2 separate regions of the Mus musculus genome follow, and region 1 is linked to region 2. A link is a contact called in public HiChIP or PLAC-seq data. All regions are on one chromosome and are shown on one strand. The core of a region is the stretch at or near the end of the contact, and the rest is flanking DNA. Distances in the headings are between cores, read along the strand shown.

Region 1 (3,054 bases), core at 136-2,635, 500 kb after region 2:
TGGGGTTCAGCCTAAAGAACTATGAGAATACAGTTGTCTCTTTTGCTGTCCTAATGAGTGAGTTATGCTGGACACCTAAAACAAAGCATCTTAGCTGTTCTCCCTAAGGCAGCACTGAGTGCCAACTTTGGGCAGCCACCACGGTCTCCTTTCCTCTGCTCTCTCCCCAAACCTTTCAGTTATAACAGTGGTGGCTGGAATAATTGCAAAAGACAAGGTAGGTAATGGACATAAATCCCTTAAATAATAGGAAAGCATTCAGCATCCTATAGCAGCCAGCCACCTTGGCCTCTACGCCTATCAGTAAAGATTCTCTACTAACCAGTCTGAGGTGGCCTAGGACCCTTAGTACCGCTCATTTTAGAGACTGGTTTTGTTTTGCTTTCTCCCCAACTACAGGTAGCTGCTGGTAACAACCCTTGCACATCTCCAATAGTAATGAGATGAATCAAGTCAACCTCACAGGATCAAATTCTAGGCATTATTTCCTCGGTAAAGTGCGGCAGGCAACTACTCCTGCAGAAACGAGACACAAAACTGCATTTCCATTGAAAGTTCGTGACACTTTCTGTTTCACTAAGATATGCATATATCTATCTATAAGCATATAGATAGATATAGATTTAGATATAGATATAGATATCCCACTCCCGCGATACAGTTTCTCTGTGTAGCCCCGGATGCCCTGGAACTCGCTCTGTAGACCAGGCTGGCTCACCACAACTATTAGACACACTCTTGAGTGTTAAGAGCGAGCTAGGTATCCAAACACTGGGGACAATCTAAAAGTCAAGAGGGACTGAGCAAAGTGGACTGAACGCGAGGGTCTCACCCCGAGGATGGGCACGCGCCCTACAGCACTCACCAGGTCAGGCCGATAGTACCAATGCACCACCTGGGCCCCGGCGCACATGGCCAGGAGGCTGGAGGAAAGCATTTTCAAGTAGGCGGACCAGGGTACGCCCCCGGGCATGGTGGAGAGCTGGCGGGGACGGAAAGGGCACAGCGTTAGAGGGCTGGGTAGCCTTCAGATGGCCTGACCGCTGACCCTGGGTGGCTGAGTCGCAACACCACCTCGGGTGCCCCCGCAACTTCCTCCCCCGCGACCAGCGAGCGGGGCACCTGCTAGCTGCAGCCTGCGCCCGCCGAGCAGGGGAAGGAGGGCTCGGCGGTTCCTCGCTCCCTCAGCCACTCAGGGAGACGCTGGAGCCCCTCGTTCCTTCCCACGACTATGCGCGCACGAGACTGTACCGCGGAGTGCACGCGCGCAGGGAGACAGGTCACAGGGTCGCTTTAGAACCAGGACGGACCTCCAGCGGGCAGGAACCAAAGTACAGGGTCCGACGCAGCGACGGAGCGGAAAGCGGAGGCAATACTCGCGCAGGCGCACTCGATTGTTTCTGACGGACTTGGGGCTGGAATTGGGCGGGGGGGGGGGGGGGGAATTGACCGTTTCCACCCCTTAGCCAGCCTGGAATCCTAGCTCCTGGTTGGTCACTGTCCCAATCCTGCGTTTGCCATTCCTGGCAACTGTGATGTTTACAGCATCCTTTGATCTTTCGCACAAAGGAAACTGCACGTGTCCCACGTGGTTAGGAAGAGGCGGGGTTTCGCAGCACAGCACTTGCAAGGGCAAAGGGCAGGTCACACTACAGCTCCTCTTCTTAACCTGCAAATCGGACACCTTTGGAAGGACTCACTGACCGCTTTCTGGGAGTCGTCTATCACATCTCCTGTATATCAGATATTTACAAGTCACAGCAAAATCACTGTTATAAAATAGCAACAAAGTAAATTGTATTGTTGAGGCTCACCACAGCCTAAGGGTATTAAATAAAAAATCCTGAGGGTGTTGCAGGGTGGAAGCATTAGGAAGGTTGAGAACCACTGCTCTAGAGAGAGCAGCTCAAAGCTTTATTCTCCTGGTTCCTGCGGTTCTTTGAAACTTTACACAGAGCCACACCCAGGTACAGTACCTTTGGGTCATGGTTTTACTGGAAAAGAGACCTCCAATCACCTTACTTAATCTGAGAGTGTTTTTGATTGTGGGTTCATGCTTTGATTGTGGGTTCATTTTTGTTAAGTAAACTGCAAGAATTTTGAAGCATTAAGGTAGCATTGTGTAACAGGAATCGTGATAACTTTTTTTTTTAACTCTGGGCACAAAATTGCTCAGGATTGGGGGTGGAGGGCATTTGTCATTAAACCTGACTACACAATTTTGCTCCCCCAGCCCCACATGATGGAAGCAGAGATAGCTCTGTAAATTCTTTTCTTACACACACACAGGCACACACACATGCTTTTTTTTAACTTCATGATAATAAAAAAAATTAGTTTTAACTAAATGGTATTAAGTTTGACATATAATAATCTCACAGAAAGTATACATCTGGAAGACTATACCCACAACTAAGGCAATCAACATTATGCCCAAGTTTTCTGTGACTGTTCATGTGTGGGCACATATGCGATTTAGAGGTCAAAGGACAACTTCAGGAGCATTGAATCTCAGGCACTGTCCTTTCCTCTCTTTTTCCTTTTATTCCTCTTCCAAACTGGGTGTCTCATTGACCTGGAGCTCCCAAAATAGGATAGGTTAGCTGCCCAGTGAACCCAAGAGATCGGCTTGTCTCTGCTTCACTAGAGCTTAGCCCAATTGGCGACTTCCAGGTACCTGTCTCAGAACTAAACATGTAAATTAAACATGGTGGTTTAAATAGGTATGAGAAATGGCTCAACTTTTAAGAGTGGGTAGGGCTTTTGCAGAGGACTAGAAGGACACTGGCAACACTCAGGAAACTCACAGCCATTTCTAGCTCCAAACTTCTGGATCCCATGAGCACCTGTGCTCACATGCCTGGACCCACACATCCCCTCATGCATGTAATTCAAAATTAAAAAAAAAAATTCAAAAAGGCTGAGCATGGTGGCACACACCTTTAATTCCAGTTCTAGGGTAGCAGAGGCAGGGAGATCTCAGTAAGTTGGACGACAGTCTGGTCTACATATAATAAAATTCCTGAACAGCCAGGAGTACATAAAGAGACTGTG
Region 2 (3,392 bases), core at 264-2,763:
CATACCTATGATGCAAAGGTCTCACCCTAAACCATAATAATGAAATAAATGCAATAATTATTTGTTTTGTACTTGAAGTCTGGCTAAGGATTATTGAATCAACTAACACTAAACAGGTACCCCTCCTCATTGTACTTTCTTGATTCAACACAGAACATAGTGATGACATCTTAAATGAGTTTAAAAGGAACAGCATTTATAGAAGAGACAAAAGGATATATGTTTAACAAATCAAATATGAGTATTTTCCATCAAGTACTATTAATCTTGTTTTTGGATTAAGAAATTCAAATATTTTTAATTTCCCTATCCCGGTAAAACCTTAGTTTCCTCAAAGATCCACTTGTCTCTGGAGCAGCACGTCTTTTCTCTTACTTCTCCATATCCGTTGCAGCAATTCTTTCTAGACTATCCAAATGAATAAGACTGAGGTGAGACTCAAGCCAAAGGGGAAATGATACAGCCACCACCTCTTTAGAATAAAAACCAACAAAGCCTCTGCTTAGGGCAGGAACATAGCTTCTAGATGAAGAGTAACGTTTTCTTTTTCCAGACACTAAAATGGCAATGCTGGTCTCTTCCTTGGCCACCCTGAACTTACTTCTAATATGCCCACATAGAAAACAACTTTAAGAATGATTTAACACCCGTCTCCTGCCATCCAAGACTTTCTTAGAGGTGCTAGTTTTATGTTCTTGCCAAAGGTCAACTTGGCAAGGTCTGTTTTGGTGCTTCAGGAGGTCTTGAAGGAGTCAAGGGAACCTGGCTCTTTGGCCTGAGGGGCCGTGGTTATAAGCTCCAAGGCCACCTGTGCTCAATCTGAGGCATCCTGTATTTTTCTTGTCAGCATTGCTGAATTGGTTTCTGCTGACTGATTCTCCCTCTGCAAACAGTGTATCATACATGCACTTCTTAATAAACTTGTTTGGCATGAGCCATCATCATCTTATACTGATACCTCCCTGGACCAGAATTGGTGGTGTATTGTGCCATAGACCAGGCTGTTTTAAACTACTGATGCCCTGCCTCTACATCACAAGGTTGCATGATAAGGCAGTGCCACCGCAGAAGGCTGGGGCACTGTTATGTTTGTTCAACGACGTGCAGTTGAGAGAGGTGTTTGCAATCCATGGTGTGCCTTGTTGAAATTGCTGATACCTGGTAAATATCCATCCGGTAGTTTAAATCTGACCTGAATGGAAATGGGCTTTCTTTCAGTTGTGAGGCAGGGGGATCAATCCACTACACCTTGTTTAATGATCTGCATATGCTAGAGACCTATATGAAGGAGAAGTTCCCACTAGGTGCAGGGACGACTTTGCAGTCCAGGTGTAAGGCCAATCTGTTCTGTGCCTGGGGTGGAGGATAGGGCTGAGAATGACTGTGCTGCGTCCCTTCACAGCCTCAGTCGCTAAGGGATCTGCTCCTGTCACTCAGGCCTCACCAGCTAATCAGGGCCTCGAGGCGGAACACCAATCGGAATGGAGGCGGGCACTTCCGGTGTGTGGCAGAGGAAGACTCCTCCATCCATGTTGGGCGCAGTGACCCTGCTTCCCGCAGCTGTGAGGAGAGTGGGGCGAGGTCCGAATCCGCGCCATGGTGAGCGGGGCCGCCGTCCCCACGCGGGGAGGAGCAGATCCGCGGGAGCCCGTGTGGGGTTGACTCGGGGTGCGGGAACTGGCGGCGAGACGCGGCGTCGGTGTCATTCCGTTTGTTCCCGAGTTGTGGTCCCGCAGGTGGAAGCGGGACCTCTCATTGACTTAGGTCTCCTGGCTGCGCCTGCGCACCGCATGGGAAGCGGGAGCTGGGCTTATAAACCATTCTGGGCTGGCTGCAGAGCTCGCGCATGCGCGCTGTCATTGTCAAGGGAGGCAGTGGCTGGCTGGCAGACCTCTAGTTTCCCTAGTCTTCCAGAAGTTCTGAACCTGGCACTTGACATTCGGGTGTAGCATCCATCTCAGTTAACTCTGCGCAGTGTAAAGTCTGTGTCATTAACACATTCGCATGTAGATGCCACGGTGGACCAATCACGTGTGTTAGTAAGGCCAGACTCACTGTGTTTCCCTGCATAAGTTGTCAAAATCGACCGAATATTAATTGTGTTTTTGCCCTAAGTGTGCTTGTTCTCTCATGTTCTGTTTGTCTCAAACAGCACAGTCTTTATTGCAGGTGTAGGGTAATTTAGAAGTCAGACGGTGTCACTGTGCTGTTTATTCAGTCTTGTGTGCTCATGTTTTCATTCATGATGACCTTTTGTCATCGGCTTTTTTATAAGTGGTTTTAAGTGCTGAGCCATCTCGCCAGTCTTAAACTTGACAGATTTTCAGAAATTTACATGTGTGTATGCCTATGCACAAGATGAAATCTGAGGGTTAAGAGAATTTAGGTTTGCTTTAGAATCTGTCTTTGGGTGTTAGGAGAAGACTCAGTAGGTATACTGGTCAAATTTGGTGAGCTTGGAACAAGCAATGGATAGGTATTCTTCTGATTAATGATTGATGCAATAGTTCCCATCCCACTGTGTTTGGTGCTGCCGTGGGCAGGTGGTCTTGGGATGCATAAGAAAGCAGTCCTAGGAAGCCATTAGATCGGAGCAGTGCCTTAGTCAAAGTTCTGTTTCTGTGAAGGGATGCCATGACCACAGCATCTCTTATTGACGGAAACCATTTAATTAGGGCTTGCTTATAGTTTTAGAGGTTTGGTCATGGTGGGGAGTATGGTGGGACATTGTCAGACATGGTGCTGGAGAAGTAGCTGAGAGTTCTAAATCCAGATCAGCAGGAAGGAGGAGAGACTGTGAGCCTAGCCCAAGCATTTGAAACTCCAAAGCCCAGCCCCAGTGACACACACTTCTTCCAAGAAGGCCACGCAAACTCCAAAGCAAAAAAAGTCCTCGCCTTGTCAAGTAACACCTCGTTCTAATGACCAAGCATTGAAACCCATGAGCCTGTGGGCACCATTCTTTTCTTTCTTTTGTTTTTTGTTTTTTTGTTTTTTTGAGACAGGGTTTCTCTGTGTAGCCTGGCTGTCCTGGAACTCTGTAGACTAGGCTGGCCTCGAATTCAGAAATTCGACTGCCTCTGCCTCCCGAGTGCTGGGATTAAAGACATGGGCCACCACGCCTGGCTAGTGGGCACCATTCTTATTTGAACGACTAGAGGTTGACAGCATATGTGGGATGTATAAGTCTGCAGTGTGTAGTTATAGAAGTTTGCAAAATCTGTTCACTGGAGCTTGAGACTTGGCATTATAAAGAGATTTTTTATTCACTAATCTCGATGTGTGTGGTGTGATTTCTCATTGGGAAGGCCCATTAATTCCAGAACAGCTTCACCTTCAGGCTTTTTGTAAACATCCTTTACAACAAGCTCTCTTGTGTTGACTCAGGTTGT

What was found. HiChIP or PLAC-seq counts read pairs in DNA pulled down with a chosen protein or histone mark.
Region 1: a contact with region 2 is called in an H3K27ac HiChIP or PLAC-seq map of embryonic stem cells, with 2.6 times the contacts expected there. The contact joins the promoter of 1190007I07Rik here to the promoter of AU041133 in region 2. A contact is called at or near these places in 1 of 484 Hi-C or Micro-C datasets (uterus), 3 of 115 datasets of contacts at active chromatin or transcription factors (effector CD8 T cells and embryonic stem cells) and 2 of 9 other capture datasets (liver and pancreatic islet).

Annotation. Positions count from the first base shown.
Region 1 is chr10:82,621,843-82,624,896 of GRCm38.p6, forward strand. 1190007I07Rik (RIKEN cDNA 1190007I07 gene) reads right to left here and starts at 1,386. Exons shown (of 3, transcript NM_001135567.1): 1 at 1,123-1,386; 2 at 866-982. The coding sequence starts at 973.
Region 2 is chr10:82,126,500-82,129,891 of GRCm38.p6, forward strand. It overlaps AU041133 (expressed sequence AU041133), which reads left to right and starts at 1,514. Exons shown (of 4, transcript NM_001163064.1): 1 at 1,514-1,599. The coding sequence starts at 1,597.